Linked DNA regions of Anas platyrhynchos: region 2 is linked to region 1. The links are chromatin contacts, called in public Hi-C maps. All regions are on one chromosome and are shown on one strand. Each heading gives the region's core, a stretch centred on a gene start, on an enhancer-like site or on the middle of the called end of the contact. The rest is flanking DNA. Distances are from core to core; before and after follow the strand shown. Region 1 overlaps DLGAP1 (DLG associated protein 1). Region 2 overlaps LOC113842832 (myosin regulatory light polypeptide 9).

Region 1 (5,832 bases), core at 1,117-3,616:
ATGCACTCCATGCACATCTTGTCCTCTTTGTAGCCCTAAGCAAGGGCAAAAGGAATAAAATGTCCCTAGACCTCTGCATTGCATCCAGAATCTGCCCTGCTGGCAGTACAGCCTCTGTAAAAAGCAAATTTGGAGAAATTTCTGAGGTTGGACTTCCAGGGAGCAAGCAGCACAGGCTGACTTTGCTTGGACAGGCAAGATGAGATGGTGTGATCAGCAGGTTGTGCTGTTGTATCACTGGAAGCTATACCTCAGAACTCCATCCAGCTTGCTGTAAATTGCTTATGGCAAAGTGCACATTTATAACCAAAGAAAAAGGTCTTTTGAACACTTAGGCAAATATTCATCATGTCTTGCAATTAATGTAGCTTATGTCATATAAGATCTTATATTTGACCTGATGATATTCACATCATAGTCATCACCCACTTTCAAGATTAGATCATTTAAACAAACATGCTGCTCTGATGAAGTCATTGTGTTCTACTACCTCTGACTTAAGGTTGCAATATCTAAAAACGTTTCATCATACAACAATGAAACTTTGAGTAGCTGGTAGCATGCTTGTAAATGTCCAAGTTCCAGTGCTAAGGGTCTGGATTATTACTGCTGAGGTGAGAATTTTTCTTTTACTATCCTGTTTTAGTAGTCCAGAAGAAGATATTTTAAAATCATTCTAGACAACTAAATCCTTTTTTTTTTTTTTTTTTTCCCTATTCCTCTGTTCTACAACCCAAATAGAAAATGTTGTTTCACTTGTTTCCTGTTAACTGTCCCAGAAATTTTATACATCTGTTTTGGCCAAACAAAAAGCAGGCATGCTACCATTCTGCCAGATGACTAGAAACTGTCTGTTCATCTTGTTGACCCAGTTCCAACCAAATAGTGAATTTGGAACATAAAAACATTCCACCTGCCTAGGTCCAAGATAGATGAAAGACATTTGGGTAGTATTTAGTTGGCAGTGCCCAGAAAAAAAAAAAAAAAAAAAAAAAAAAAAGAGAGAGAGAAAATAAATAAATAAATAAATAAATAAATAAATAAAAGGATATGAGTAATTTCCAAAATAAAAGCTTTAAAGAACATATGTGATTTTGAGGATTACCATGTGCAAGAGGATTACTATCTGAGAGACAAAGAGAATAACAGATTACAGCACATTAAAGGGGAGTTGTTTTACATCAAAGGTGTAGTATGGTTACACATTTGATATAATACAAGGCCAGGGAGCCTTCTGTCACAGGGTTATTTGTAGCAAGGATCAGGGTGCCAGACAGTCAGGATTTAGTGTGAGCTTTCAAGAGAGAGACTCTTAACTTTTCTGATTTCAGCTCTGTATACCAGTGTTTAAAATACGCAAAGATATGTTTGCAGTCAGAAGTGAATTAACAACAACAATAATCAGCTTACAGATTCCTGTTCAGTGATATGCTGAAGAAAAAAAAAAAAAAAATCCCTCCAGAAATTTAGGTCAAATGTAAAAAGCCTACGTTTGGTTGGGGAGAACATCCAGCTGAATAATTACATGATTCTGTGGAAGGAATTTTTATTAAGCAGCCCAGCAAAATAGCCTCCTCTCCTTGGCAAAAGCCATATTTCAAATATTTATTTTTCTTCATCTTCTCTTGTAGATTTGTTTTCCTCAACTGATTACGGCAAAAATTTGGGGAAAAAATACTGTATGTTTACTTTTAAATTATTGTGTGGTATATTTTTAACATTAAGAAATTATATTTTCTAGTAAATTTTATATTAAAAAACGATGATCAGCATTACTATGGCAATGGATAGGTAGGGTCTAGCCCTAAGGACAGGAGCTTAATTCTCTTGCATCTTATTTTGCTTCCTCTGCCTGCAGATATAGCTTGTAACTCACTTGTTACAGCTTTGAGCCTTGAAGCTGTGACAGCATTCCTGTAAATAAGTTTGCAGCTGAATGGAAGTTCCACATTTTCTGTCCCAAGAGCAGAGCACAGCAATTCATTAACTCTGAACTACCATCCAGCCACTTGACATAGCCCTGTATGTATCCCGACTCTCTTGGGACTGTGTCGGTAAGTTCCAGTAGTCATCAAATAAAGCATCCAGACACATTGCAGTAAGCCTACTGTTAGTGTAATTAAATAAATGCAGGGAGCATGCTAATAAGTCTTTGGCAGAGCAAGCCGTTCAGCAGCAGCGAAGGTTGGCAATCCACTTCTCAGTGTCCAGGTGATGTTCACCTGCAATGTAAGTGGCCCTTGGGGCGATGTTTGCCCAACATGCATGCACTGTCCTTCCTGTCCACAGTGTGCAATACCAAGGAAACAGTATTTATGGTACACACATAATCTAGCAGGGTTTCCTGGTGCTGTGCCTGAGGAAGTAACAATAGCAGGCAAACACCAGAGGGAGTTATTGTTCTACTACAGATCTGTGAAAGGGACGCCTCGGGATACGGTGCTTTTAAATAGCGTGACTGTTTTCTAACCGAGTGAAAAGGCTCAGATGATACGGCTTTAGAAAAATGCAGATGGTGAAGCTATTCATTCTAGTGACGTTTGAAAGAGTTTGCATTCTTCACCTTTCTTCAGTGTTGACTCCAGTGTACTGGTGCTTTGTACCAAGGAATTGCTACACAGCGTCCACCTACAGTCTAATAACTTTTCAAGGTACATTTGTAATACAAAACAGGTCAGTGTTCAGAGCCAGATGAGCAGGAAATAAGAAATAACCATTTTCAAATATTTATTAAATAAGTCTTTTCTCTTGGTTCATCCACACTTGCCCTATCCCATACCCCGTACCAGTGTCTATGGTGGTCAGGTCAATGGACTCTCAGAGTCCTGGTCCCAAGGAGTGCTGCATGCTGGAACAGGACCAGGATGCAACCATCTCCGCAGGTGTCCCAGTTTTCTGTGGAAGCAAATATGGGTATATAGGTGGGAAAGAAACCAGTGGGATACTCATTGGAATTTTAAGGTTTTGGGGACTTTATATATGAGGACCCTATATACTTCTATCAAGCCTCTTATATATTTCTACCAAGAAAAAAAAAAAAGATAAGAAAAAGTTGCAGGACTGTTCTCTGCAACACTAGATCACAGGTCTCAATCCTGCAGCTAGATCTCAAACAGCTGAGGCACACCACTGTTCTGCTTCTGTAACTTTGTCCCGTGACTGCAAAGGATCCTTACTTCAGTGCACCACATGGTCTTGACCCAAAAGGCACAGTGCCAATACATAACTGCTCTGTGAGCCTCCAAGTGTTGTCAGCTTGCCCTGAGCTTCACCTGTAGCACACTATGGCTGTGCCTCTGCCCTTTCAGCAGCTAGACCTGTATTTTGACTCTGTGCCTGCTGAAAGCCAGAAACCCACAAAGCCTCAGATGGCGCACACCAGGAAAAGTCAGTCCCCTGTGCTCTTCATATAGAGGCTCTTGTAACCCCTCAGTTTTCAGTAACTGATTGAAAGAAAATACACGGGCAGCCCCAAGGTGAATCTGTGCCAGTATTTTTTAGAAAAACATTTAAGCAAGCAAACTGACTCAACTCCATTATACTTTACATAATACTGGGGCAGATGGGAAGCTTTTGCAGTTTGCAGCTGAAATTCCAAGACAATGGACTAAAACTAAGACTCACTCACTGCTTTTTCCCCACATGAAATTAGTGCTTCTGCACTGACTGCTCTTAGTTTCTCTTATTTACAAGATGCTTAACTTTCCACAGCCAGTACACTGTTTCACCTGTAGATTATGAAGGAAAGAGCATCTCATTACACAATCCAGCTGTCTTTTCAGCAGCAAAGACTTCAAAGTTCGGTTCTGAAAAGGGTATGCTGTAAAAATCATCTTTGATAAGACATTTACTTATTTACTTCATTTAGAAAAAGCAGAGTAAATCCAGGCAGAGCCCGATGTTAAATTATATACCCCTGACTTTTACTGTGCTGCCACCCTTAAGGATTCTGCAACAAAGCGCTTTTTTTTTTTTTTTTTTTTTTTAACATTCTTATTGCAGGTGTGTAGGTGTGTAAGCTGCAACAAAGACCAGCCTATTCCTTTTTCAGGTGCGTCAGCTTTCCAGAGCTTACCATCATAAAAAGAGGATCTTGGCATTGTTATAATGGTGAACAGAGAAGATGCTTAATACATTCAGGTTGTTGACACAGTAGAGATCTTTTTAAAAGATCTGGTTGTTATTAGAGGTTGGTATTTAATTTTTGATTCATTAAAGCAGAAGCATACACAAATTATCAGGCAGTAAATCTTTTTCTTCCAATAGGTAAAAAGAACCCTAAGAGAAGTAGAAACAAATCCTCATCTTAATTATACCAACATAAATGTACAGGAGAAATGTATATAGGTAATTGATGATGTGCATAGGTGCCTGGTAAACTTCACAGAAAGTCCTACACAGACCAAATGTTTAAGTAGGTTTGCTTATGTAAAGGTATTTAAATATCAGTATTGCTGTGAATTCAGGCCTGATTCCCTAGCTAGAAGGTAATACATTGCTCCTAATTGTGAAGGTATAAATCAGTGTACAGATTTCAAAGTACCCACAATATGAAGAGAAGTAAGGGTTACATATGAAGGCCAACTTCACCTTAGGAAAGCAAATTTTCCTCAGCTGTTTCCATAGCCAGTGAAAAGACAGGCACCTAATGTTAGGCTGTAGTGACAGCACGCTGTATTCAGAAGCAGTACTGTCATACAGTGTCTGTGTCCCTATTTCACAGCTTACTGCTCCCTCCAGCTCTGCTGATACAGCTGCTTTCTGGAGCTGTGCTGTGAATCTGGCTTTTAAAAAAATAGCCAAGGGAAAGGTAGAAAAGCCTGAATTTGAAAGATGAGATGTGAGTCATGTACCTGATCTGGCTGGCAGAACCCTCCAACAGCTGTGCTTTGGTACAAGTGGGGATGTAGCAATGCAGAAGTAGCAATGCACAAGTACCTGCATTAGTACTACCATGGAAAACAGCTACCATCAAACCTTGACCTTAGTAAGTGCTCTGAAAGGAGCTGCAAGGAGCTACTGTGAACCTTCCCTTCATTGTGGACTTTTTCACCACAGACATTTAAACATTTCCACGTGACATTTCCATGTGAGGCTAAAACATTTCTGTGTGACTTGCCCACAGCTCCCAAATAGTGCAGGTGTTTCTTCTGCAACAGACTTGTGGCACTGTGATGAAGAGAAATGATACTTTTTTTAAAGTAGCTTTTATGATGAATCGTACTGGCTGGCCTGGAGAACATTGGCTTGCTAGGGAATACAGAGCATCTGCACAAGAGCTCATGGGTTTAACCAATGTCCTTCGTTGATTACTGATACCCCAAAGAAGCTGACAATAACCTATTGTCATGACTCAAAACACAGAAACATGGTGAATATCCCTTAAGACTAAAGCTCAATCGCAAACACAGGAGCTCGGTCACTGATCTGTTGTGCTGTATCTATTGGTGCATGACAGAAAGAACAGAAACTCACATGGGTACATTAAAAAAAAAAAAAAAAAAAAAAAAAAAAAAAGCTAGATATAGCACAGAAAACCTCAGGGCATGACACTGGGGTGTGAGGGAGGGAGATATGGAGTGACTATTTTTGGTTAAGTTATGTGCTGACAGCAGCTTAGATTTGTAAGATAGAAATCTTTCTCCTACTCTTCCAGGCTTGAAGGAAGTCAGACTCCCTTTATTCTTTGTTAAAAAAAGGGTGTAGAGATTGATGCTTACTCCATCACTACAGTCCTTTCCCAGCAATAACAACCATCTAACCCGAAACTGACTAGCATCTCAAGTCAAAAAAGGAATAGCAGTACAGTGTTTTTGGATGAGGCAGACATGA
Region 2 (5,832 bases), core at 2,147-4,646, 130 kb after region 1:
GCAGCATTAGTCCTGGCTGCGCTAGCTTCTGTGGGAACCGACGCTATTTTTCCTCCGCACGCTGCATCAAACGAGCTCTTCGGGACTCAACAAACAAAATCCCAAGAGATAAAAACCCCACGCTCGCATCGGGAGCCGTCTGCCCTTCAGCCAAACCGGAGCTGGGGCTGCACTGCCACCTGCCGATGGCTGCGGCTCCTCGCCCCGAGTCCGGGAGGGATCCCGGCCGCATCCCTGGGGCGAAGGGGGCTGCTCCCAGCTGCTGGGCTGGGGTACATCAGCATCTATATATATATGATATATATTCTATATAAGATCTGCCTCTTCCAAATATATATATATATATTTTCAGAAAAACAAAAAGCAGAAACTAAGAGAACATTTATTATTGAAGCATTTAGATTTCTTCTTGCATCTCTGAAAGCGTTTTGAGCACTTTTCCCCCCCTGTTTTCGGTGTCTTCCATATTTTTTTCCTTATAGGCCTGCAGTTAGCATCCTGCGGTGCTTTATGTGTCCAGACAGGTCCCATTCTTTTGTGAAGGCAGAGGAGATGCACCAGAGCTGCTTCTGACAGGCAGCAAGAGCCATTAAAAATTAAGAAATTTGGCAAAATGAGCGTACCTCTGTCATATCCACAGAGGAGGAGGATTCCCAGCACTCTCATCTCCATACAGATCAATAAATACCAAAAAGCAGGATTTGTCCCAGACAGAACACGGCACATTTCCTAATGCAGTACCACGATGAACACCACACTACTTCCAGGTCATAGTTGAGAGATTGAAAGATGATAGAGTGATAATAAATTGTTTTAGATGAAAATAAACCCACCCATTTGCAAGTTTTACACAGTTACTTTCCTAAAAATGACAAGAAGGTCCCATATCATAGCATTTTACATGCCCCTTTACACCCAAACCTGTGTCAAGGCCATGGTAATTCTTACTTTTTAAACTATCTACAGAAAAAGTTTTAAACTGAGTGATGGTTTGTACAACCTTCTCCTTGTGTTACGGATCCGAGTACCACCATTTAACATGACCAAGAGCACTAGCAGAGCTATCATTTAAATCACCGTACCATCTAATCCCACTTAAAATTCCTGCTGGTTTGAAAGTTTTGACTAGCTCAGGAAGTATTTACTGCAAGAACACACGTACATAAACACACTTTTGTATGGCTTAATAATGCCAGAGACATTTCCTAACAGCACTTACTGTGTTTGGAACTGGACGAGTAAATATCCTTGGTAAGCCCTAATGTATCAGATATGCTGTGGAACAGCATTTCCATCAAACCTTTTACATTCATGGTTTCCCCCAGGATAAGCTAAAAGGTGAATGGCTTTTATGGCATCGCCCTTCTCAAGAGTGCTGGTAGGTTATTCATGAAGCACTGCGTATCTCTAACACAGTCATCGGCCTCTATTGAGATGCAGTTTACGAAAGCAGCCTACCCAGAAGGAGCAAAACACTCCTAGCCAAAAGCCAGTTCTGGATTTTGTAACCTGAATTCCTAAGGGGGAGCATTGTAATTCCTAAAAGTGATGGAAACAACTCAGATCACCATTTCTCTCCACCAAAAAAAAGGAAAACAGAACCAAAAGGTATTCAAATTATGCTGAAGATGCTGCAAACGTTGTATCAGATCTGTCACACGTTTCATACCACGTAACTAGAGGACATAATGATGAGAAATGGAACAGAAAAGGATGCCCTCCCCTCACACACCCGAAGCACTATAGACAGCAGAAGCTCTCAAAATATATTGTATATAGCTTCATTTGGATGGCAAGAATAATGTATTTTCAGATAGAAAACAAACAGCATAGAGGCAGCACACCTTCCTTCTTCCTCCAGCCCCATCCTCACTGTATTTTCAGAAAAGATAGGAAGAAAGAAAAAAAACTGATTGCAATGAAAGACGATGAATTCTGTATTGTTAGCGCTGAGATCTGGTGAAAGGCATCAGTCAAACACTTGGCTCATACACAGGTTTCTTTTATTGTTATTATTTTAAAGAAAGCACTAGAATTAACCATGTAAGGTTAAAAAGCAGTATTAATATTGTGCTCAGTGTCAAGAAATGGAGGAGTTAAGATGGTAAAACATCTCCTCAATTACACCCATAGGATTTTAACATGTTAATGTGCAAGTCTAAGACAAAAATCATTAATTTACAATGGATTAAAATTTGAAGGATGGGAATTTCTTCATCATGTATGCTCACAGTAGGAAGTGAAGTACTCAGTCACTGAGAATTGAAGTACTCGGTCACTGAAGTACAAAATCAGTATGCTTAAGTGATTCATGACTCATTTTTAAGGCAAAAATAGATAACATGGTTGTATACAGCTGCAAAAATATTTACAGATATGATTAGATAAACAGTCCACTTCTGGCATGAAAATGTTTAATGCCATACTTAACATAGCAGTGTCTTGTTTGAAAAAAAAATTATCATAAACTGCAAAAATCTAGCTAGGATGAGTAACACTGACATTTTTATCTGTGCCTCCCAAATCACTGATCCCTGTTCCTAAGCCTCTGCCACTCTAAGCTTTCCTTTCTCCCTGCCCATTTCCAGTCTTACTGCAAAGGTGCAGGTGTGCCTGAGCAGCCTCGGAGTACACAGAGGCAAAAGCTGAAATACTAAAATGTATGCAAAAGGTCCCAAAAAGAAAAGAGGAAAACAAGCAGATCCAGAGGAAAAGGAAAAAAGCATTATCTGCAGGTATCAGGGATTTGCTCAGTCATCCTTGTCTTTTGCTCCGTGTTTAAGGATGCGCGTGAACTCGATGTAGTTGAAATTCCCCTTCTTGTCGATCGGTGCCTCTCTGTAGAGCTCATCTACCTCCTCGTCTGTGAACCTGTCTCCCATTGTCGTCAGCAGCTCTCGGAGGTAGTCCTCTTGAATAACCCCTACAGGGTGAGGTATAGGGAAACACAAAAGGAAGTTGTTTCTTAGCAAGCCTTGAAAAGCAGCAGGATGAATGTGCGACGGCCGCCGACAGACACGCAATCACCTAACACAACATGTAGGATGTGCATTTGCACCAAAAGCCCGAAGTACTTCCTTAAACAAATTGTAAAGCAATTTTTTGAATGCAAAGGGGAGGGAGAGAACTTTGATGCATTTCATACAAATTTTTTTTAGAAGGCCTGATCTGCTGTGATCTAATAATATCTATTTCCTTACATGGATCTTCAGCAGTTCAAAGTCAAAAGTCACAATCCTGAGCTACGAATATGGTCACTGCTAACCTTCATTATGAAAGCACTTCTCTTGATTGAATTCTATTTTTCTTGACTTAATTAGATACATGTGTGCATCCTCTATAAACGAGTTTCCTGTGGGGACTAAATAACCACTGGTTGGCTTTTCACCGCTGCACAGCGCCGTTGCTGGAGGGTTTATGTGGATGCAGTGAACTGCTGGCATGCATCCAGGGGTAGAGTTTTATAATAGATCAGACTCTCAGACAGGATAGAGCAAGTTAACTCAGGAAGGAGCACGAATGTTTACCATGGAGAAGTAGAGGCAGAAAAACTAGTCAAAAGAGGTAGGATATACAACGAGGTGTTTTGTTTTTTCTTTTTTAAATGACAAAATGTTAGCAGATTTTAGAGGAAACTATCAAAGATATAAAAAGGAGAGGCTGATGATTTTATTACTGCAAAGAAAGCTCTGTCAATTCAATTTCAGTAGGTGGGCAGAACCACCAGCTGCCAAATAATTCCAGGAAAGTTTAGAGATTAAAAAAGGAATGTGCAAAAGAGACAGACCTGAGAATGCAGGAACTGCTTAATGCTGAAGTAAGACCTATCATGCCTTTACATGCACAATAGTTGCTTCCTTGGAGAAAGAAAGCTGTTACTGAACTCGAGTTGGAGAAATACCAGCAACAGAATGGAGGTAGAAGTATGTTGCCAACAAAATTTTTTTTCTGGGCAGAACAGCTGGAAATCATAAGTAGACACCAACAGTGACTGATGTAGAATTAGTTAGGATGTGATTTTTACAAAAAAAAGAATTCTGCTTTGAAAAGAGCTGTATAGCTTGAGCAAACAGAGTTCATTAGAGAGAAAGCCAAGAAGGAAATCAGGGAACCAAAAGGCAGTCAATGAGCATGACAAATTACCCTGGGGTTGGTCTATGCTGCAGGGAAGGGGAAAAAAAAAAAAAAACACCAAAAAACACAACAAACACATGTTACAACATATGCTAATTGAAACAGCATCATATCCTAGTGCAGACAAGTCCATGATTAATGACCCCAAATGAAGAAGGCTAACAGCAATGTTATCATTTAAAATCAGGAGGGGAATGTTCAATTAGCCAGGCCCTACTTAATTGGGTCAAATTTTGCAGTTGTCTCTTTGCAGGTGTGAGCAAAGGGGGGAGGGGGTGACACAACAGGACATGACACAGACAAAACAAACTAAATACAGAAGGCTTTTTCCTTCTGTAGTGCTACAGAGACCAAATAGTGATGAGAGATGACATAAGGATTAGTATTCAAAGAATGCAAGGCCTTTCGTGGTACAAGTTTAGCCTCGAGGACTTAATCGCTTTTGTCTGAGTTGGTAGGTGTTTAAGCACTGAACTGGGTTGCCAGACGCATACGCTAAAAGTTTTAGCAGCACAGATTATAAAGCATAAAGTCTACCCACTATCCCTAAACCAATCTCACACACAATTTCAACGTAGACAGGGAGTAATAAATTAATGAAGCAAAATTTAAGATGCAGCCTTTGGCAGGCAGCACAAAACAGATGACAGCGCAGGATCAAACAGCAGACAAAAGTTACACCGATTTAGAAGACAGATATAAGCTTTTATACTAATTTCATAGTACTACTGGTTTATGTGACAGTAATGCTGAAGTAATATACCCAACTAGATGGACCATATAGGAAAAGTAAGTAAAAATACGTACAACTGCTTTATCCTCATCAAGAGGATCTGATTTGGATTATTTTCCTTCACAAGAACTACACTAATGTCGAGTAGAAAATCAGGTCCGTAACACAGACACATGGAGATTATTAAGTGAAAAGAAGGAAAAAGGAAAAGAAAGTTCAAATCTGAGCATAAGATGAATAACAGGCAAAGACAACATGGGTTCTACCTTATGCTTCATTTTTTAAAGTGCGGTTTGATGATCATCATTCAAAAATCAATAAAACAGCATAAATATCTTAACATGGTTCCTGGTTAAAACTTGAGGATGGCACAAGACATAAAACGGACTGTGAAATCGTTACCTTCAAGTTATCCTGGGACTAAACTAAAACATTTATCATGGAGAGTTTAAAGATGATAAAAATCAATCTTATCAGTACATGGGGGCCTGAACTAGTAACTTATTATTTACAGAGACACAGAAGGTCACTGTTTAAAAGAACGGGTAGCACAATCATTTTCTTTATATCCTAATTCACAGGCTCTTGTTTTCGTGCACACAAAAAAACCCTGTAGCACATTGAGTCAGACTACCTGTGGAGAGAAAATAATTAACCTACTAACAAAACTTCCTTCTCTAGGAGATGGTAAAGAGATTTCCCTTGAGAGGGAGGAAGTCAATTAACATTTGAAAAGGCCTTACCACCAGAAAGCCTGTTTACCTACATCCCAGCAGGAAGGGGATGCACTTTGAAAAGGCAAAAGGTGCTAAAAATACACAGACAGAAAATAGCTGTTTGAAACGGAATAATATCCTTTGAAAGAATCTAGAGCACACATCCACAAATTAGATTGAAATATTTCGGTAGGCAGCTGTGAGAAGATTTACAGGTGTAGCCTGCACTCTCGATGTGACTGCATGATT

What was found. Hi-C and Micro-C count contacts between places; a contact is called where the count stands out from the background.
Region 2: a Hi-C map of subcutaneous adipose tissue shows a contact between it and region 1, with 5 times the contacts expected there. The contact joins two enhancer-like sites. A contact is called at or near these places in 5 of 8 Hi-C or Micro-C datasets (F1 follicle, liver, skeletal muscle and 1 more).

The regions. Positions count from the first base shown.
Region 1 is chr2:52,667,000-52,672,831 of IASCAAS_PekinDuck_T2T, forward strand. All of the region lies in intron 6 of DLGAP1 (DLG associated protein 1), which reads left to right. All of the region lies in intron 2 of LOC106015381 (a long non-coding RNA gene), which reads right to left. Among named protein-coding and RNA genes, the nearest start is that of TGIF1, 91 kb to the right of the region's middle. Within about 2 kb of position 2,367, at least 3 of the 8 cell types and tissues checked have an H3K27ac peak or open chromatin away from gene starts, as enhancers often do. A contact at or near this core is called in F1 follicle and subcutaneous adipose tissue, where this site is marked.
Region 2 is chr2:52,795,610-52,801,441 of IASCAAS_PekinDuck_T2T, forward strand. It overlaps LOC113842832 (myosin regulatory light polypeptide 9), which reads right to left. Exons shown (of 4, transcript XM_038173748.2): 4 at 1,987-2,923. The coding sequence ends at 2,751. Among named protein-coding and RNA genes, the nearest start is that of TGIF1, 38 kb to the left of the region's middle. Within about 2 kb of position 3,397, at least 2 of the 8 cell types and tissues checked have an H3K27ac peak or open chromatin away from gene starts, as enhancers often do. A contact at or near this core is called in F1 follicle and subcutaneous adipose tissue, where this site is marked.